Regions from separate parts of the Pan troglodytes genome. Here region 1 is linked to region 2. A link is a contact called in public Hi-C data. All regions are on one chromosome and are shown on one strand. Each heading gives the region's core, a stretch centred on a gene start, on an enhancer-like site or on the middle of the called end of the contact. The rest is flanking DNA. Distances are from core to core; before and after follow the strand shown. Region 1 holds the start of ICE1 (interactor of little elongation complex ELL subunit 1). Region 2 holds the start of ADAMTS16 (ADAM metallopeptidase with thrombospondin type 1 motif 16).

What was found. A called contact is a pair of places that touch in the nucleus more often than the background predicts.
Region 1: a Hi-C map of stem cell-derived neural progenitor cells shows a contact between it and region 2, with 6 times the contacts expected there. The contact joins the promoter of ICE1 here to the promoter of ADAMTS16 in region 2. A contact is called at or near these places in 4 of 7 Hi-C or Micro-C datasets (blood, induced pluripotent stem cells and stem cell-derived neural progenitor cells), 1 of 1 datasets of contacts at active chromatin or transcription factors (stem cell-derived excitatory neurons) and 1 of 1 other capture datasets (stem cell-derived neural stem cells).

Annotation. Positions count from the first base shown.
Region 1 is chr4:6,092,272-6,098,191 of NHGRI_mPanTro3-v2.0_pri, forward strand. It overlaps ICE1 (interactor of little elongation complex ELL subunit 1), which reads left to right and starts at 2,155. Exons shown (of 20, transcript XR_010157136.1): 1 at 2,155-2,477.
Region 2 is chr4:5,803,440-5,808,725 of NHGRI_mPanTro3-v2.0_pri, forward strand. It overlaps ADAMTS16 (ADAM metallopeptidase with thrombospondin type 1 motif 16), which reads left to right and starts at 2,932. Exons shown (of 23, transcript XM_016952922.4): 1 at 2,932-3,225; 2 at 3,350-3,452. The coding sequence starts at 3,154. It overlaps LOC104006331 (a long non-coding RNA gene), which reads right to left and starts at 2,838. Exons shown (of 4, transcript XR_001717436.4): 1 at 2,642-2,838.

The sequences.
Region 1 (5,920 bases), core at 905-3,404, 290 kb after region 2:
GCATGCTAAGAATGACTTTTACATTTTGAAGTTTCTTAAATAAACAGAAGGTGACAAATAGGTGGCACAGACCTGTGTGACCTACAAAGCTTAAATATTTGCCATGTGGCTCTTCAGAGTCTGCCTATCCCTGCATTACGTAAACAAGACTCGTTTTCATTAGATGTCTTGAGAACTGGCTTTGAGAAAGGTAGGAGAAAATACACTTTTATTAACATTTTTGAAGGGAAATATTTGTTGTTTCTTACCTTCAATTAATTGCAGTACATTTGATTCCTTCTGACTTTCATTTAACATCTACTATGCAGCACTTTGCAGCATTTAAAGGGAAGACTCATCTGTAAGACATAAAAATCACCATCATCCAACTCAAAATGTGATGTTACTAAAAATTACTCCGTGCTAAGGGGATTTTTTGCCCCTTAGGTGGCAGATCCTTGGGGTTGTGGAGGTAAACCACGGAGCGTGGAAGAGCAGGTAGGATTTCTACACCTAGAGCTAGAAGGAAGCGTGTTCCAGGTGAGGGGAAAACACTAGCAAGGGTGCACAGACAGGGAGGCAGCAGTGAGAACTTCAAGTGCCCCTAATCATAAAAGTGCGTCATGGCTGCGGGTGGATGGTGTAGAGGGAGAGAGAGCTGGTGTCTTCTCCAGTAAGGTACTTTGGAAAAACACACGTTTAAGTAACTGTACATAAAAGGGAAATAATGGTGAAGATAAATTTGTCTGGGATCAGACGCTAGCACCGGGGCGATCATGATCCCTACAGGTCTTTCTCTAATACCTGCTGCCCCTTTCCCTAATGGGTCACATGGTCTGTCTTCCACTGTATAGCTGCGTCCCGCTATGGATCTGCTCACTTCCCTTTTCTTTTTTAACCTTACCCTTGTTTTCTGCCCACCTGTCTCTGAGAAAAGCTGAGACTTCTATCACCGGCAGGTCCTCAGTTAGGTACACGCCTGTCTTGCTTGGGTGTCAACGACAGGAAACTTAGCTATCGCTGGATGTCTGCTTCCGCCACTCCACAGCAGGTGGTATCCAGAGTGTGTAAGCAAGGTCAGGAGTGCGAAATTTGGAGAAGAAAACTCAGAGAAAAATGCAGACTGCTTTTTTTGGAAGGGGTGTTTTCAGTTGCAATTTCCATACTGAGGAGCTAGCAATTGGCTGGTAAGGTCTAGACATTAACTTAACTAAACGTGCATTCCTCCTCTTGAATTTGGACTTTATAAGGAATTTGGATTGTATAACCACACGATGGAAGCTGCGAGAGGCTTCTGAACAAGGTACTGATGGCGACCAGCTGTGATGACTAAAAAGACGATTCTGGTGGTGGTGGATACGGTGGCTGGAGATAAGAAAAACCTCGGTTCAAACGAGATCTGAATTTACCCACTAACTACGACCACGAGGAGTTTATTCCTTTATCTTTCCGTTTTCTCTCTCTCCCGAGAGGTGTCAAAAACAGGATTTGGAGGTGGCAGGATAATGGCCAAAATGGGTGGACAAGGTGGCGAACGATTCAACCAGGCTCTGGGCTTGGCGCACGGTGGGCGGTGGCGCCCACACCTGGGCCTGGGAACCCGCCGCTCGGGCATCACGGGCTGCCGCGGCGACCGGCGTGGACACATGACCGAGGAGCGAAAGGTCAGAAGACAAGGGGACTGTTCCAGGAGCAGGGGAGCCGCCACTGGCTGCTAAGGCCATGCAACTGGCGCCGAAACGCACGATCTCCGCCCGCCCCGCAGCGCGTCGGGAACTGTAGTCCCTCCCTCTCCTGCTCCCTGGCCCAGGACGGGCTCCGGGACAGCGCCTACCCCTCTAGCTGTAAATCACGCACTTTCCTGTCCTGGACGCCGGGTCCTTCCACTTCTCAGGCGTCTGGAGCTTACGTCACGGGCGGGTCACCGCCCACATAGCGGAGGCCTTTAGGTGTCTATGGAAAGCCTGTCGTACAGCAAGGTGGCAATAAAGGATCGACCCTTAACAGTGGAAGGAATGCACCTTCGATCCCTCTACTCCTATTGGCTGCTCCTCTGTGGGCCTCTCCCCCGCCGCATAGCACAGCTCCTCTCCCGGTGTTGCTCAGGCAGCGCCTTAGGCAGCCCCGCGCCCAGGGGAGGGGCGGGGCGAGCCAGGGCGGGGCGGGGCCCTGACTGGACTGCGTCGCGCTCGGGGGCCGCGCCGGGTAGCGTTTCTTTTTAGTGCCTGAGGCAGCTCTGGCTCGGAGAGCCTTTTGCTAGCCCCACGGGGACCTCTGTGCACGGATGGACCCGCCCGGACCTGGCGGGAAGCGGCCTGGCAGGCGGCGGCCCCGGCGGCATCAGCAGAGACAGGACGGGGCCGACGCCGCGGGCCCCTGAGGCGTGCGTGCCCACCGGGCCCGGCGGCGGCACCATGATGCCGGGCGAGACCCATTCGGCGGCGCCCGGGACGGCGGCGGACCTGTCGCGATGTCAGGGCTGCGCCTCTCTGCAGCAGGTGCGGCACCTCCCGGGGCCGCGGGCGCGGGGGGCGACTCTGCTTGGCCGGCCGGGAGCGCAGGGATGTGGGGTCCGGCCGCGCGGGCTGTGCCTCAGTGCGCTGCTCTCCCTTCCCAACCGTAGTTCTTGCTCGCTCGTCTCTCTGCTCTCTTTTTCCTACATGAGTTTTGGGGACGGCTTTCTTTGCTTTATTTAAGCTTGAAACCCAGAGTTCATTGACTGGAATGCGCTGGTGTAACGGTGGGGGTGGAGTGAGCGAGGTTTTGAGGGCCCCCCACCTTCCCTACCCGGCCTCGGAGCTCCCTAGGGCAGACTCCGTAGGTCAGTGAGGGACAGGTGAAACGCCGAGGGCAGTTATCTCCCTGAGGATAACGCTTTGGTCTTCTGGCCCATCCTGAGTATTTGTTGTTTGGAGGCAGAATCTTACGTGACATGTGGGTTGTCTGAGTCGTTAGACTCGAAGAGTCTAGGGAGGCATTTCAGCTTATAGCAGATGTGCCATCCCGAGGCTAATTTTTTAAAAAGCAAGCCACGTAATTGGTCAAGTAGCTTGTCAGTTGTTTGATAAAAGTAGTTTATTAAAGGCATGCAGAGACTGGAGGTTTCTAACAGCGGCGTGGGCTCTTCTTTAGAGTGACATAAGGGAGAATTGCTAGAGTATGGCTCCAGATCTTATGGGGTGGTACTTGGGCAATAGTGCCCCTCATTTCCCACGACTCTCCTAGCTGCCTGATGTCGGGGGTCTCTTTTAACTTCCTACTATCGCGGTTTCAGTGATAAAACGGAACTCACCAGCACCTCATTACCTACTCTGCCTAGTGTTCTAGGAACTACAGACATTGTGGTGAACAAAATAGGATCTCTCGTAAGTAAGATGCATATGTGTGAATAAGGCCTCAGAAGATTTTAGATGTTAGAAAATAAAGGAGGATGTTGGAATATTGGTCTTGTCTCTTAGCTAGAGTAGTCAGCTAGGGAATTTTTGAGTCAGTAACTTTCAGATATTTGAATAATGAGAAGGATCGGGCTGTCAGAAGAGATGTAGGAAGAGCTTTCTGGATAGAGGGATTAACAGGTGGAAAGGTTCCTTTGGTGAGAAGGAGCAGGGTGTCTTTGATGAGCAGAACATGGTATGGTTGGCATGAGCATAGTGCACACGGAAGATGGTTGATGAGACCAGACGGGAGTGCAGGCTAGGTAGGCCATGCCGAGAAACTTGGTTTGCATTTTAAGTGCAATATCTGTGAACTGATTGCAAACATTTTAAGTGTTGAAGGAAGGGGAGGAAGGAAATGTGCTGCTTTTGTGAGTAGAAGGAGAACTAATAGATCATTGCCTTCACTGAGCTGCATTGTATAGGTATCTTGTAACGCCCCCCGCCACCACCACCCCAGGAACGTGATTGGAGTTCTCCCGAATCTTTAATACATTGTATTTATTATTCGAGCCAATTCACTCAGCAAACATTTATTGATCACCTGCCGTATTTTAGACATTGCAATTATGGCATTAGGGGAGAAAAAGACAAAAATTCTTGATCTCTTGGAGCTTCCATTCTAGGAGGGTGGCAGGATAAATGAAACAAATGAGTTATGTTAGAGGGTAATGAAAACGTTGTTGATGAATTGAACAGAGATGGGGAGGGAATGAATGGGTGAGGACTAGGCCAGTGGCTGTTGGAATTTAAGTAGGGAGTCCTGGAACGTTTATATTGGAGCAAAGGTGAGAGAATAATAAGCTCTGTAGAAATCTTGGAAGAAAAGTCTCTCCTACAGTGGAAACATCAGATGTGAAGAACTGTAGCAGGAGCTGGCTTGGTGTGCTTGGGAAGAGCAAGAAGGCCAGTGAAGCTGGAGCGGAGTGAATGCTGGGAGTCAGGAAGGTAGGAGGAGGGCCTGATTGTGTGGGCTCCTGTAGACCATTGTTGGGGTTTGGGCGATGGAAATGGTGAGTCATTGGAGGCTTTTGTGCAGAAGAACTACTGATGTGAACTGTGCTTTTCAGTCATGGATCTGTTATGGTTAAATTTAGCAACTGTATCCTTCTGGTTGCTTAGGCCAGAAACTAGATGGCATCCTTGGTGCAGCTCTTGTTTTCTCATAACCTGTATCCAGTTTATCAGATTGTGTCCGCTCTGCCTTCATTATTCACGCACTTTTCAACATCTCCACTGCTTCCACCGTTGTGTGAACTACTCTAATGTATGGCCTAGAGATTGAATCTCCTTCCTTCTACCCTTGCCACATTTCCTGCTGTGGGTTCTCAAAACATCAATAAGAGTAATCCTAGATCCAGGGGTCTGCAAACTTTTTCTGTAAGGAGCAAGATCACAAGTATTTAGGCTTTGGGGACTTGCTCAGAACTGCTCAGCTGTGCCATTTTCATGTGAAAGCAGCTGTAGACAATTCACAAAGAAATGAGTATGCCTGTGTTCCATTGAAACATTATAAACACTGGAGTAGGGCCTTAGTTTACAGAGTTCTTCTCTAGGTCAGGACACTATTGCATTTGGATTTTCTGTGGCCTGGAATTGGATTACCTTTTTAGGGGAAAGTTATGAGTAGAGTCTCTGGAGGAATTCTGTAGTTGTGCAAAGTGAGTCTAGAAAAATAGGTTCCTGGCAGTTTATAGAGAACCTTGAATGGTAACCATCATAAATTCTTGTACTTATTTCTGTCAGTGTTATGGGATGGTGAAGGTTTTTGCACAGTTACATTAGGACAGTGCTTGTAGTAGAAGTAACGGTGGTATGCAGGATGGATTGGAGGGGGTGCAACTAGGTATGGTAAATTATTTTACTAATACATAATAGTGATAACAAAAGTCTGAAGTAATTGAAGGTTCCTGGGAAGGGGAATAAAGAAGAAAAAGGTTCTGAATATGAGACAGTGTAAAGAATGGGCAGGTCTCATGTCAGGAAATGGAAGGTCCCAAGATTTAAAACTCAAATGACCGTGAGAACTGTGGTAGATACAGGAGGAAGAGGAAAGCAAGGTGGAAGGGACTGAAGTTGGAATGACGTCAGAACTAGGAGTGTTCAGCCATTTTCAGATTTAATGTTTGTGGAACACAGTGCTTCCAAGGTGCCCTAATATCCCTCAAGGAAATAGCAGGCCAGGTTAGATGTGCACTGTGTTCAGTGTAAGAATTTTATCTGGGCTGGGAGCGGTGGCTCACGCCTGTAATCCCAACACTTTGGGAGGCCAAGGCAGTGGATCACGAGGTCAGGAGTTCAAGAACAGCTTGGCCAAGATGGTGAAACCCCGTCTCTACGAAAAATACAAAAATTAGCCGGGCATGGTGGCATGCGCCTGTAATCCCAGCTACTCAGGAGGCTGAGGCAGGAGAATTGCTTGAACCTGGGAGGCTGAGATTGCAGTGAGCCGAGATGGTGCCACCACTGCACTCCAGCCTGGGTGACAGAGCAAGACTCCGTCTCAA
Region 2 (5,286 bases), core at 1,682-4,181:
ATCAAGCGTGCAATGTACTCAGGACAAGGGAAATTCTGCCGGCAGATTTTGGAGACTTCCAGGCACTGCCCAACCCCCCTTCAAGGTAAGTGTAAGCTCCCTGAGGTGTGAGCTGAGGCAGACACTTGTTAGGCATTGGCAGAGAGGAAGGGTGGCAGGTGTTTTAAGGTCCCTCCCAATGCCAGGCTTTATGTAAAAAATATTTGCACTTTGAAGAATGGTTTCAAATAAATGAATAAGAGAGGGAGTGTGTGTTGCTATGGAATGAGGATGCCCATACACAGCCAGGCGGTTCTACTGCCCCTACCTGGGGTCTGGGGCTTCAGGACAGCCCTAGCAGGGTGCCTGCTGGGAGCTCTCCCTGGGTGCCCACAGACTCGCGACAGGCTGGGCAAAGAAAGCCAGAGCCCAAGACACCATTTCCCCCATTCATCCCCCTCTCCAAAGTGTGCAAAAGAGGCAATGTCAAGCTAAGCTGGCTGTGAAGGACACTGGAACCAAACAAAGGGCAGCTGAAGGCCCAGGATCCACATAAGGTGTGTGATGGGAAAGCAGCCACGGACGGGGAGCGCCACACACACACACGTGTGCAAACATGCACTCCCACGCGCGCAGTCCTACTGAGAGGTGACAGCGTGCTGGCAGTCCTCAGAGCCCTCACTTGCTCTCGGCACCTCCCCTGCCTGGGCTCCCACTTTGGCGGCATTTGAGGAGCCCTTCAGCTCCCCACTGCACTGTGGGAGCCCCTTTCTGGACTGGCCAAGGCTGGAGCCCACTCCCTCAGCTTGCAGGGAGGTGTAGAGGGAGAGGCACGAGCGGGAACCTGGGCTGCGTGCAGCGCTTGCGGGCCAGCTGGAGTTCCGGGTGGGCGTGGGCTTGGCGGGCCCCGCAGTCAGAGCAGCCGGCCAGCCCTGCTGGCCCCGGGCAATGAGGGACTTAGCACCTGGGCCAGTGGCTGCGGAGGGTGTACTGGGCCCCCAGCAGTGCCAGCCCACCGGTGCTGCGCTCGATTTCTCGCCGAGCCTTAGCTGCCTTCCCGCGGGGCAGGGCTCGGGACCTGCAGCCCGCCATGCCTGAGCCTCCCACCCACTCCATGGGCTCCTGTGCGGCCCGAGCCTCCCCGACGAGCACCACCCCCTGCTCCACGGCGCCCAGTCCCATCGACCAGCCAAGGGCTGAGGAATGCGAGCGCACGGCACAGGACTGGCAGGCAGCTCCACCTGCAGCCACGGTGCGGGGATCCACTAGGTGAAGCCAGCTGGGCTCCTGAGTCTGGTGGGGACGTGAAGAGTCTTTATGTCTAGCTCAGGGATTGTAAATACACCAATCAGCACCCTGTGTTTAGCTCAGGGTTTGTGAGTGCACCAATCGATACTCTGTATCTAGCTGCTCTGGTGGGGCCTTGGAGAACCTGTGTGTGGAAACTCTGTGTATCTAACTAATCTGATGGGGACGTGGAGAACCTTTGTATCTAGCTCAGGGATTGTAAACGCACCAATCAGCACCCTGACAAAACAGGCCACTCGGCTCTACCAATCAGCAGGATGTCGCTAGGGCCAGATAAGAGAATAAAAGCAGGCTGCCCCAGCCAGCAGTGGCAACCGGCTCAGGTCCCCTTCCATGCTGTGGAAGCTTTGTTCTTTTGCTTTTTGCAATAAATCTTGCTACTGCTCACTCTTTGGGTCCACTCTGCTTTTATGAGCTGTAACACTCACCGTGAAGATCTGCAGCTTCACTCCTGAGCCCAGCGAGACCACGAGCCCACCGGGAAGAACGAACAACTCTAGACGCTCTGCCTTAAGAGCTGTAACACTCACCGCCAAGGTCTGCAGCTTCACTCCTGAGCCAGCGAGACCACGAACCCACCAGAAGGAAGAAACTCCGAACACATCTGAACATCAGAAGTAACAAAGTAACATCAGCTGTACCCACTCACCGCGAGGGTCCGCGGCTTCATTCTTGAAGTCAGTGAGACCAAGAACCCACCAATTCCAGACACACTATGGGCTCACAGCGTGTACTCGCGCACACGCAGTCAGATGTGGATGTACACCCGCACACACCCAGGCACATGTACACCCGCGCGCTCACACACCCCATCCAGCTACAGCAGAATTCTGGCCAGGCTGTTGACCGCACACCTGCTGCCTCCTTGGCCACCCCGTCCACACAGTAGCCCGATCGACCCCCGTGGCGGCCGAGACCCAGGCCCATCCGCAGCCCTGAGACCTCCCTAGGGATTGCACCCAGCAGCCAGTCACCGGCATCCGCGGCCTGGCCAGTTGAGGGTGGCCGTGACCACGGGGCCAGGAGCGCCGCCACATCTCGGGGCAAATGGCGCGGGGGAAGAGTTTCCTCCTCAGCCTCCCCGTCTCCGATCACTCCGCAAACTCCAGAGCTAGGCACACGCCTTTAAAGGCAGGTCCGCGGCTCTCCCACGTCCTGGCGCCCGGTTTTCCGCACCCAGTGTCCCCACAGCTGTGCCGGGGCACAGAGGCGCGGCCAGACCGCACTCCGCGGGCTGCAGGTGTCCCGGCCTCTGGCGGCGCCGGTGCGGCCCGGAGGTGGGAGCCCGCGGAGCCACTGCAGTAGCTGGAGTCCCGCCGAGTCCCCAGCCCCAAGGCAGGGCAGGAGCGCGCACCGGCCGGAGGTCCATGCTGAGCATCGCCCGCGCCGGTGCCCGGCAGCCTCTCCAACTGTGTGGTCCCCGCGCGGGCAGAGAGGCACGGACTGCAGGCCGTGGGCAGCTCCATCTTCCCGCGTCCTCCTCCTCTGGCGCTGCCCGCTGTCTCCCGCCTTCCCTCTGCTCCCCGCTCGCCTCCGCCTCAGCGCCCCGCTGACCTCGCCTCCTCCCCTCTGCTCTTTGTCCCTGCACTCTCCCCTCCTGGGTCCTCTGACCCCCCCGCCCTCACCTCCTCCCCTCCTCTCTCCCTTGCCCGCCCCGCGCTCTCCCACCGCTCCCACCGCCCCCGCCGCCGCGGCTGCCACTCCGCCCCCCGCGCCGCACGGAGCTTCAGTAATAACCCCGGCGCGGCGGCGGAGTCGCTGTGGGGAATCCTCCCGCGCTCTGCCTGGGTCGGGTCCTCCCTGCCCGCTCGCACGCTGCCGGCCGGGGACCCTCCGGTGGCCCCTAGCCCCTCGGAGCGCTCCTGGATGAAGCCCCGCGCGCGCGGATGGCGGGGCTTGGCGGCGCTGTGGATGCTGCTGGCGCAGGTGGCCGAGCAGGTGAGTGCCGGGCGCTCCCACCAGCGCGGAAACCGCGGGTCCGGACAGCTGGAGGCGAGTCCCCCGCGGCTCCTCTCCCGCGGACCCCGCCGTCTCACCGCGATGTCGCCGCTGTTTTCCGCAGGCACCTGCGTGCGCCATGGGACCCGCAGCGGCAGCGCCTGGGAGCCCGAGCGTCCCGCGTCCTCCTCCACCCGCGGAGCGGCCGGGCTGGATGGAAAAGGGCGGTAAGTCCGTGAGGTGGGGGCTTCTAATCCTTGCCATTTAGCAGCTCGTAATCTCCGTGCCGCTGGTTTATTAGGTGCTGTGAATGTTCATGACTCTGTGGAACCCTACTTTTAAGATGCTGTTGTGAACTTTTTTTTTTTTAACTGTATGAGCGAGCCCCGATGAGTGGATTTCCACCAATATTTACATTTTATTCCCTGGCAAAACTGTTTGCCAGAGTTATTGATATAACATTAGGAAAAAGGTGAGGAAGTTCATTTTATTTTATTCTAAAGAGCTTAGGAAGAATCTAAAGCTATTAATGTATGCATCAAAGCCGTCATAAAGAGCAAATTACTTTCTTTTCCGTCCCCTCCTACATCCTCGGATCCTCCTTCCCGTCCCCAACCTTTCCTCCTTCTCCTCCTTTATACATTAAAATATTTCTCTATCGTTGCTTATTCTCAGTGAAGGAGATAAAAGAAGCGCTTAGCATCTCAATACCAAAGTTAATGCTCCAACAATCAGGGCGTACTTCAAACATAATAGTGCCTGAAATGGCTAATCAGCTGATTGTGACACCATCAGCAACGTTCATATCCTGGGCCACAATTTGACATGAGGGCAAGTCTTATTCTTTTTCAATGCATGCTTTTACTTCTGCCACTTACAAGTGACATTTGGAAATTTGCTGTCTTATGGAAAGGGATCTCCGTGTCTTCATACTGCATCAGGTAAATGAGAACGCAGGTGTGTCGCACTGGTTGCTAGGTGGTTTTTTAACCTGAACCCATCCAATGACAGTTAATAAATATTATTTTGCATTGTTACCAACAATAAATTGCCGTATCAAATGTTAATATTAATTGACTTTTATAGGAAGAACTAGGTTTCATTCTCTCAATGTATTTCCAGAAGATCTAGAAAATTAAAGTTAACAATTCAGAATTTCTCAGTATAGTTATTTCAATTTGATAAAATAACATAAAGGCAAGCACTTAATATATGCATTAACTTTTGAAATTATTCCCTGCCAAATGAGAATACAAATAGTATATAAGGTGACCGGTATCAGATTGACGCTCACCGTAGTACCTTTTTGAGAACCACCAGGGGGCGCTAGGTGCAAATGATATAAAATGTTAAAAAAATTGTCAGTGAATTTACAAGAGAAAGTTAATTATCTGTCCATTTACAGACTATCTTCTTGTGGTTGTCCTTGTCCTTTTTAGGGTTTTGCTTACAATACTAAAAGTTAATTCTTACAATTTTAAAGGTTAATTCTAATTCACCTTTTTAAGTAAGATTTTTGTAAAAAAAATTCTAGTTCCCTAAAATCATGAAAATTCCAGAGGGACTCAGGAGATTTCCACAACAGTTTATGGCATTTATGAAGTTTTATTTAAGATAAAGCACATTATAGACACAGAAGAAAGAAGAAGAAAAGCCAGGGCTTCGTGCCTAAGTGTGCTTTTCTCCTGAAGTGATTCAATCTGCTTCAGCATCCTCTCTGGGAGTGGGGTGCCAGTGTGCTGCTCTGAACACCTGGCACCACAGTTGTTGTCACAACGTATCGTCTCCATGACAACCACTTATCTGGCTTGGTAAGAACCTGAAGGGGAAGAGGCAAACCCTTCTTAGTGAAGTTCTAGCCCAGTGGACACAGCACACACCCTCCTCCCCTACCTTCTATGCACTTTAGCTCCTTAATTATAAATGGCTAATGTGTGAGTCTGGACATCCACAACAAGCTTTTATGCCACCAGAGAAAAGATCCTCCTCAACAGTGTTGCCTGTTTCCCTCTGACCTGGAGCAGAAGAGCTAGAAGACACTTGGTGACTGCTGGGGTCAAC